Linked DNA regions of Rattus norvegicus: region 1 is linked to region 2. The links are chromatin contacts, called in public Hi-C maps. All regions are on one chromosome and are shown on one strand. The core of a region is the stretch at or near the end of the contact, and the rest is flanking DNA. Distances in the headings are between cores, read along the strand shown.

Region 1 (4,513 bases), core at 974-3,473, 280 kb after region 2:
CGCACCGCGCTAAGATTGGACGCAGGAGAAGGTTGACCTCCCTGCAAGAGCTAGGCCGGAGGGAAAGGGGGAGGACTGGCAACCGCGTGCTGTACCGGGAGGCTAAGTCCGCACACAGGCCTCCATACTTCACTGTCTCGCGCAGGAAATAGAGTACCGCAGTTGACGTGAGACCTTGGTCACTAAACCAGGGAATGAACTCAAAGAGGCCGTGGTTATGACTTTCTGTAAGAGGAATGGCCTTTCTCTCAGAAGAGCTTCTTTATCGTTAGGTGCTGAGGCTAAACCTGGGATCTCAGGCTAACCACGCTACCGCCAAGCCACGCCTCCAGTCCCTGGGTTTCCTAGCTGTGGCGGCATCAATCCATGCCATCCCGCAGAGTGGGTTTGTAGAGTGTCGCGCGGACTGGGTGCAGAGCGCTCGTTCTCGGATCTCGGCTGCTCGCTTCACCGCCTGCACGCACGCACTCGGAGGCGGGCGTCCTCAGAGCTCTGACTTCGTCCGGAGGGCCGGACCGCGACCCCGGCAGGGCGTCTGTAGCTTCTCGCTCAAGGCACCCACCAGTCACGCACTGCCATCCGCCGGGCCTAGGCCGCGGTGGTTACCTACCTACTGAATACCACTTTCTGAAGGAGGATCCCCGTGCTTCCCTTCGATAGCTCAGCTGGTAGAGCGGAGGACTGTAGCAGGTTCATTACAGCCATCCTTAGGTCGCTGGTTCGATTCCGGCTCGAAGGAGTAGCCTGTATTTTGGGCTATTTCCTGAGATAAACTCCGGTCCTTTGTTCAACGTGCCACTATTGATCGTCCTAACTTATCAACAATCTCTCCTCTCTGGAAATGGTCAAAACGCGCAATCACTATCTACCTGTAATCAAACAGTTACGAAAAAGAAAATGAATCTTGGAGTTTGGTTTCTCTGGCTCTCTCGTTGTTTACTTTTAGTTTTCGAGTCTACTGTGCTGCCCATTGTCCGAAGTCCAGACATCAAAGACCGCAAGGTACAGAACCTTGTGGACATGTTTGTGTACCCGTTTTTAGCGCTCTGATGACCCGCAGGACCCTGATTTGCCGAACAAAACCTCTAACTGACCCCGGCGATTGCCCCACTAACTGGCAAAGAGACACTTTACTCGTTTAGGTATTTCATGCAGCATTTGACCTGTGTTGGAGACGAGGCTGGAAGAGTGTAGAGTCCAGGTCGGATGGAATACTTTGTAAACAAAGGGAGTGAGGTTGAAAACGCAGTTCTGATTCAGGAAAACCGCGAAGGTCTACAGAATCACAAGACAAGAGCAAACTTATCGGCCGCCAGTCTAACTGGCTACCCGCAGCCTCCTCCTGCCCTCAGTATTTTGTTGTCCCGCCTGCCTGTAAGATTTTTGTGCCCGCAAGTACCCTGCAGCTGGGCTCCACCCGGAGATCGCAGCGCTAAGCCGGCTCGCTCCGGGCTCCTTCTGGAATAAGTGATCAGGCAGGCCTGTGACTTGAAATCTGAAAAGCTGCCTCTTCTGATCCCATTCTGAGCCTTGAGTTGTCCCGGACGTGGATAGAGAATAAAAAGGGATAGGTCCGGAATTAATGGGTGGGACTTGACAAAGTTAGGGTGGAAATTAAATAATACGAAAGAAGTTTCCTCTGTGAGAGACGAAAAGAGAAAAGAAACCGCTGAAGCCTCTAGACAGCCTATGTCAAAACATGCTAGACTGACGAGCACGAAAGAGCAGAACTGTGCTATGGCTCGTTGGTCTAGGGGTATGATTCTCGCTTTGGGTGCGAGAGGTCCCGGGTTCAAATCCCGGACGAGCCCTGCACTTTTTGCCTCGTCCTTGGATAACTCCTGGACAAAAGTTCACGACAAACTTTCTCGTGCCAGTAGCACCAAATTCCCAGGTTCCAGCGTCCCCTTGGCAGGCTTGGTGTTTCTGCCGCGGATGCTTCTCTTGGAGGTCCTCGAGACATCTACCAGTCCAATTTCTGTGCAAAAACCCACATTGTCTGCTTGGTGGTTGGGGTTAAACTGTCTTGCCGGCCAGCCCAACGGGGAGGAGCGTCCTTGGAAGAAATGGGGTGCGGTCCCAGCCACTGAGGCTGGACCGCCCACCCTCCACTCCTCTGCACCCCGCCCCAATCTGTTTGCGTGGCCAGGCAACGGCGACCTCACCCAAATCGGCGACGAGATTGCAAAGGAAACCTCATTTCTTCTATTCGCCATCCCATCAGGAAAAAGGAGTGAGAAACAAAGCCGTCATCTCCAGTTCCGCGTCCAGGTGGGTTTCTACGCCTGTCCCTCCAGGGTTTAGCTATGGAAGTCCTACTAAGGACAGTTGTGGGGCTCCTGGGAGAGGACTTCTCAACTTCTCCGGTCTAATTACAGAGCTGAGGTGTGGTGGGGATCAATTCGGTTCTCACAGGTTTCCACAGTTCACTTTCCGCATCTTGCCAGAGTCCAGCGTGGATGGTCATTGTGTAGAACCCAGGCTCTAGGGGATCGCAGAATCTGCGAAGGGAGGAATTCCAAGCAGCCCTCGTTCGCTCAGACAGGGAAAATTTTGAGGGTTCCTAGGTCGACATCAGATTTGTGATGCAAGTCTGTCAAGGTTGTGCAAGCAGAAGTGGTGTTTTCGTTTTCCATTGCCTGTCTCCCTCCCTTAACTTATCTTTAACTGTGTTGTGAAACTTTTGGAGACGCGTCAGCAGCATCCTCTATGCCTTCTTCCTGGGTAGTTGGGATTGAAACAGCACATGCCAGTGCAGTGATGGAGCGCCTCTGTTTCAGAAGGAGGATAGAAACCTTGTGCTTATATTGGGACATCTCCAGTGGGCCAGGTTCTTCCGTCTGTGATAGTAGAAATCTTATAGCCAGTTCATACATGCAATCGTTAGAAACCTCAGTTAGCACACCGGTCTGAAAAGCCTCTGGCAAACTCCGAAAAGCAGCCTCAGCTATTCAAAGAGCAAGCACCACCCAGCTCTGAGTTAGTCAGGGCTGCCAGTCGCAGCGGCTTAAACCCAAGAAACAATATGATGATAAAAGGGAGAAATCAGATGTCTGGGAGATTTATGGAAATAATCGGTGTTAAGTAATTAGTCAGTACTACTTTAAACATGAGTTTTGACTTTTCTAGAAATCATTCCGATGGGATAAAAAAGTTGGGTTGTACACTGGAAATCTTCCGGTCACAGAAACGCCAAATGCTCATCGGTCAAGTAACGTCCCTTTCTTTGTTCTTCAACTCCCTCTTCCTTAAAACGAAGGTGGAGAGATCGTCTCATTTTGATCACATGGGGTGGTGGGACCTTAGTAATGTGGTTTAGATAATGTGGAATCGAAGCTTAGGTTAACAGGGGGTGATTAGAAAAAGTGAACCAGCCACAGTCCCAGACCTCGGAGAGCCATCAGTTCAACCATGGCTCAGCTTGTAGGGGTACATGAGCTTCCCTCTCACCCTCGCTCTTTCTGCACCCCACAAAAGGCTGTGGAGTTGTCCCCTGGAGACATTGTTAGTGTGACTCCATGCATGGATTAAACAGTGTGTCAATGTGCTCGCTTCAGCAGCACAGATACTGAAAAAGCGTATGGATGCAGTCTGGTAAAACATCTCTTGAGGTTCTCCATATGTTCATTTGGGTAAAGAATTCTCTGTAAACAGTTATTTTCAGAGTGGCTGCAAACCACAAGTAAGCCAGAGCGCAGTATGCCCTGAAGTAACTGTTTACTTTGTATCTTGTTTGGAAACATACACACATCATCAGGACTTTGTTTCCATGGTCCCTGAACCAGTGGCGAACCCACTCCTCAGGGGGCCTCCTGTGAGCTTTCCTTTTTTTAGTTGTTACTTCCGTTACCCATTGAGTATTATGTCAGTGCTGTAAAGGAATGTTGACAGCGTCCCCATACCTTCCACTCTATAATGCGTCCTAAGGACCGAATTAAACATACACACTCTGTATAAAGGGGGGAAGTATGCCAACACTAGAATTATTAGAAGAAGAATTTCATGCCTCATGTGTCCATGGATATTACTGGCTTGGCGAAGAGACAGACAAAAATTCCAGGAAAGGTGATGGCTTTCCAGAGGTTAAAATTTTTAATACTTTTTAAAATTGTCAGTTGTTTTATATGAATTTAAATTACTGACAAAAATACAATATTCAGGCCTTGGATGTGGCTCAATGGTATCTACTTATCATATGTAAGGTCCTGGGTCTGAGTCCCGGAAAACACACACACACACACACACACACACACACACACACACACACACACACACACACTGTTTTTCCTTTCACCTTAATAAAATGCAAAACTTAAAAGAGGGAAGTTCCTGCGTTTGAGCAGGTTAGTGTGTCAGACCCTGGATTTTGTGTCTGGGCGTGTGCTGTGGCTGAGGGTGAAGTGCCTCTGTTTTGTAGTTGTTTATCAGAAAGGGCCACACTGATATGTTACCTCTGGCCATGGAGTTGGCTGATATTTCCCCTGGAGACCGATGAGGCCATCCGGGTGTCGCA
Region 2 (4,919 bases), core at 387-2,886:
AGGAAAGCCTCAAGTAGACATCTGTCACCCCCAAGAGAAGCCTGCAGTGCCAGGAACTGGTTACATCTTTGTGAGTTGTTGGCCAAAGAGGCTCCATGGAAACCCCCAGGCCACTGCCAAAGCATTGTTTGCAAACTGATGGTAAGGTTGTATTGCTAAAAAACTGATACTGACAGACCTCGTTGAATATGGAGGGGTTGAGCTAGTACCTATCTAGAGCTTTCATCCCTGCTAACTAACTAATTCTCATGGTACTGGAAGGTACTCTGCACACTACTGATATGGGGTGTGTGCGTATGTGTGTGTACACCGTGTGCACCCCCCTCCACACTCGAGTGAGCATATACGTCTCTTGTGTTTTTTTCTTTAATTTTTATTCTTTTGGTTTTTTTCACAAGGCTTTTTCTCTAGCCCTGGATGTCCCAAATTCACCCTACAGACCAGGCTAGCCTTGAGCTCAGAGGTCCGACTCCCAAGCACTGGGATTAAAGGTGTGTGCCACCACACCTGACTTTTTTTTCTACTGAGTTTGTGTTTCTGTGTATGTACATTTGTGCTTTTTATTTTTTCTTATTTATTTATTTGCCTCTTTTCAAGAAGGCACGGAATTAATTGGATGGAGATCTGGAGGAGACTAGGACAGGAAATTGTAAACAATGTTTTTATTTTTGAGTTTGGTCATTCATCAATCTGAGGCGTCAGGCACGGAGTTAATTGGATGGAGATCTGGAGGAGACTAGGACAGGAAATTGTAAACAATGTTTTTATTTTTGAGTTTGGTCATTCATCAATCTGAGGCGTCTACACACCAGTTAAGTCACAGCTCCTGGCCTTTGTAAGGAAAGCCGAGCTTGGTATGAGCTCTATTCCACCCCTATCTTAATTGCTTCTCTTTGCTCCGTGTCCTTAGATGTAGCTCAACTCTGCTCATTTACTTCGTGAAGAATTCCTAGACTGCTCCTTTGTTATGATTTCCTATGATATTACATGCTATTTTCCTTCTATTGTACTTCTTACAGCTACAGGTTCGTTTTGCTTTTGTGATAAGTATATTTTCCAATAACAAGCTACACGAAGGTATGAGCTACGTTTATTTTTGCTAGACAAATGGTTAAAGTACAGCTCAGTAATCCAGCAATGGGGGAGGGTGCATAGCAAGGAGCAAGGGTTACAAAGCGTCCGGAACCAAAAAGGCGGGGGAGAGTAGTCTGAATTGGGTTATGAGGCCCGCGAGGTGCCTCACCTCAGCCATTGAACTCGAATTGCTGGCCGTGAGTCTGTTCCAAGCCCCGGCGAGGGAGGCATCCGCCCACCCGGGGGCTTCTCCTGCCCAGTCTGCCCACGCGTGGAGCCCTGCTCTCTGGGAACTCACCTCCCCACTCGGGGAGAGCCCGGTTAGGGCCGCGGGAGGCCCCAGTCTCAGACCTTCCCAGGGGCCGAGAGAGTGACGAGCACTCAGCGCGTGGCCCCGCTGATGAGCTTCCCCCGCCCACTAGGAGTGTGAAGACCTGCCGCCATAATAAGACTCCAAAAGACAGTGAATTTAACACTTACGGTGACTTCCCACAAAGCACAGCGTGTAATTTGCATGCGCTCTAGCCCAGGCTCCAGCTCCGGACCAGAAGCCCGCGCATCCCGGCAAAGGGTGATGACGTCGTCCTTCAAGCGCTATGGCGCCGCGGCGGCGGAGATCTGGCTGTGGAAGACGAGGTGAGAACTCAGTTCGCAGGCAGAATGCTCGGCCTACAGTCACAGGGAGCCCCTCGCTTTTTCTTATTACAGTTCAGTACAAAGATAGATCACAGTTGTGATCTATCATGTGAGAGATGGAACTTAAATCCAGATCCTCTGGAAGCTCTGGGGAGCTTCTTCATCACTGACCCACCTCTCTAGCCACTTTAAATTCTTTCTTTAAAGGAACTTATGAGAGCCTGGTGGACGTGTTGGCTTAACACCTTTAATGCTAGCACAGGTGAAGCAGAGGCAGGAGGAGCTGTGTGAGTTCCAGGACAGCCAGGGCTGTATAGAGAGACCCTGACATTTTTTCTTGGGGGGAGTGGGGTGCTGGAGAGTTAGCTCAGTGCTAAAAGCCACTTGTTGCCCTTGCAGGGGGCCTAGGTTTGAGTCCAAAAATCTACATGGCAGGTCATGACCACCCTACCAGACCTCCAGATATACCAAGCATGCACATGGTGCACATACATATATACAGACAAAACACCCATACACATAAAATGAAATAATAACCTTTTGAGTTTTTTTGCGCTTGTTTTGGTTTTTTAAGTTTGTTAGAAGTCAAGGGAGGAGACAACTCTGCTGTCTCTGACAGAAACTTAAGTTTTCCAGAGACCTCTACTCAGGCAAACCTAGTATTCTTGGCTTTAAAGTAGAAAGAACTTTCAGGAGTACGCAAGATGGACCAGAGTTGGGAGTTTGTTTATTAAAGGAGATATCGACATACGTTTTAAGCACAAGGGTTAAAAGAAAAATGCCTGGGAAGAGAGACGCCACAGAACATGAGGGTGGCTTCTCAGAGAAGCATCACCCTTCACTGTCTTTATAGTAGACATGTATGTAAGATTTGCGATCTTTGGCTCTTCAGAGAGTTGTTAAATAATTTAAATGAGATCATAGTTCCTGAGGTGGATCTGACAGAATTCCAGCGTCCAAGTCCACATGATAAGGGATGCAGGAAGTTAAGTTATCAGCACTATAAACTATGTTTGTGCTCTGTATAAGACTCCCATAAAATGGGAGAGAAATGAACCCAAACCCATTGTCATAGTCATTCAGGCTGTCAGCCAATTTATTGTCATTTTAACATGAAAATATCGGAAGATCTGTGTTAGCAGCCTTCCTAGCACATTAGTTGGGCTGGAATTCTTGCTTCTCCGCTGCAGAGAGGCTTCAACCAGACTCTGGGATAGGAGGGACTGCCTTTCCTTTTCACATCCCTCTAGTTTTCCTGTGCTTTTATTTCACCTCAGTGTTGTTCAAGTTACATCATATTCATAGTGTAGTAATTCTTTTATACTGTTCCTGCCATCAGTGCTAAATGAAGCCAAGAGAGTTGATAATGGCAACAGAGCAACAGATGACTCTCCTCCTGGCAAGAAAGTGCGCACGTGCCAGAAAAAGGGGCCTGCGGCTGGAGGGGAGGACACAGACAGGACAAAAGGCAAGCAAGGTAATGGACCAGGGAGGACGTGGGACAACTCTCGAGTCTCCGGAAGAATTGGGATGATGTTTGTTCCTTCCCTCTTTGAGGACATAATTAATTTCTCTATCCCTTGGGCATTCTGCAGTACCAATCTACTTTGCTGAATCTTTATTTTCTCAGGTTTGAATGGATTAGGATAGGCAGGCAGCCTGTACTGCTGGAGAAGGGCGAAGTTAATTATGACCGCTTTCTAGCTGGAACCGCTCTCTTGATCCCCACATCGGTAATGGCAGTGCATGTTTGTGTTCCCACAGACTCTGTGAAGACCCTGCTCGTAAAGGGCCGAGCTCCTGTGGACCCAGAGTGCACATCCAAGGTCGGAAAGGTAAAAGCATCGGGAACGGAAAGCAGAGTTCTTTTGTTTTATTTCGATTCCCCTCTGACTATCATTGGCGCTCATCTAAAAATGCTTCCTAAAATATTGCCAGTGATTACTTTCCTCCAGAGTTGAGAAGTAGGGGTGATGAGTTTCAATTTAGCAGAATATTGAGCCTGGAGAAATGGCCCAGTAGTTAAGAGCATTTATTGTTCTTCAAGAGGACCTGGGTTTGATTCTCAGCACCCACATGGCAACTTACAACCATTTGTGACTCCATTTCTAGGAGATATGATGCACTCTTCTGACCAGTCATGCAAGTGCTTGCATACATACATACATGGTATACATACATACATGCATGCATGGTATACATACATACATACATACATACATACATACATAGACACACTCAGGCAAAACACTCACACATAAAATAAAGAATGGATAGATTTAGTTTTTAAAAATGTGAAGAAATTCACAGAAAAAAGTAACTTAATCACTACTGGGGCTGCCATCAGCTTTCCACTGTGTGTTTCCTTTTTCACCCAGAAAATGTTATCATTGTTAAGAGATGACAGTGTGGTCCTTTTGTTTGGGTTTGGTTTGGTTTGGTTTGGTTTTGAGACAGGGTTTATCTGTGTAACCCTACCTGTCCTGGATCTCAGTTTGAGATCAGGCTGGTCTCAAACTCAGAGCTCTACCTGCCTTTGCAGATCCCTGCGAGCTAGGACTGAAAGTGTGAGCCACCATCGTCCAGTTGACAGTGTGATTTTGATGATAAACTACCATGGAATGGCATGAGTTACTGATGGAGGGGAAACGGTTAGAAGGATCTCGAAACAAGCCTACTTAGAAAGCAGGTTTACTCTGAGGTAGACTCTTTTAGGTCTCTGTAATTAGAAGTTACTATGTTTTAACTATAACAATGATAGTCTGTATAGAACATCCATTTCCATTTTCCTTCATGGAAAACACATAGGATGTGCTGGAAAATAAACCTTAAAGCATGGGGGGTGGGGGGGCAGCTCTCACTGTTTCCCTAAGATTGAGTGCATTGATGCTACCTGTCTTCTCTCTTCCCAGGCTCATGTGTATTGTGAAGGAGATGATGTCTATGACGTCATGTTAAATCAAGTAAGAGGACGGGTCATTCGAATTGTGGGAATTTCTTTTTCATTTTAAAAATTACATTTATTTAGTTTATTTGTGTGGAGAACAAAGGACAATTTGAGTTAGTTCTCAGCCGGGTATAGTGATACACGCCCTTACTCCCAGCATTGGTGGGCTTGGCAGGGAGTGCCTTTACCCACTGAGCCCTTGGCTTGCCCAGGTTATTAGAGGTTCCTCATAATATAAATGGCTCCCATTTTCCCAAAATTG

Evidence for each region. A called contact is a pair of places that touch in the nucleus more often than the background predicts.
Region 1: a contact with region 2 is called in a Hi-C map of liver, with 3 times the contacts expected there. The contact joins the promoter of Rnase4 here to the promoter of Parp2 in region 2. A contact is called at or near these places in 8 of 12 Hi-C or Micro-C datasets (Schwann cells, frontal cortex, kidney and 4 more) and 1 of 1 datasets of contacts at active chromatin or transcription factors (oligodendrocytes).

The regions. Positions count from the first base shown.
Region 1 is chr15:26,784,064-26,788,576 of GRCr8, forward strand. Rnase4 (ribonuclease A family member 4) reads left to right here and starts at 2,224. Exons shown (of 2, transcript NM_020082.2): 1 at 2,224-2,271. Trnap-ugg6 (transfer RNA proline (anticodon UGG) 6) reads left to right here and starts at 1,740; the gene lies at 1,740-1,811. It overlaps Trnay-gua4 (transfer RNA tyrosine (anticodon GUA) 4), which reads left to right and starts at 651; the gene lies at 651-739. It also overlaps a transcript of Ang not described here.
Region 2 is chr15:26,506,023-26,510,941 of GRCr8, forward strand. Parp2 (poly (ADP-ribose) polymerase 2) reads left to right here and starts at 1,637. Exons shown (of 16, transcript NM_001106030.1): 1 at 1,637-1,710; 2 at 3,050-3,187; 3 at 3,475-3,545; 4 at 4,623-4,673. The coding sequence starts at 1,671. It also overlaps Rpph1.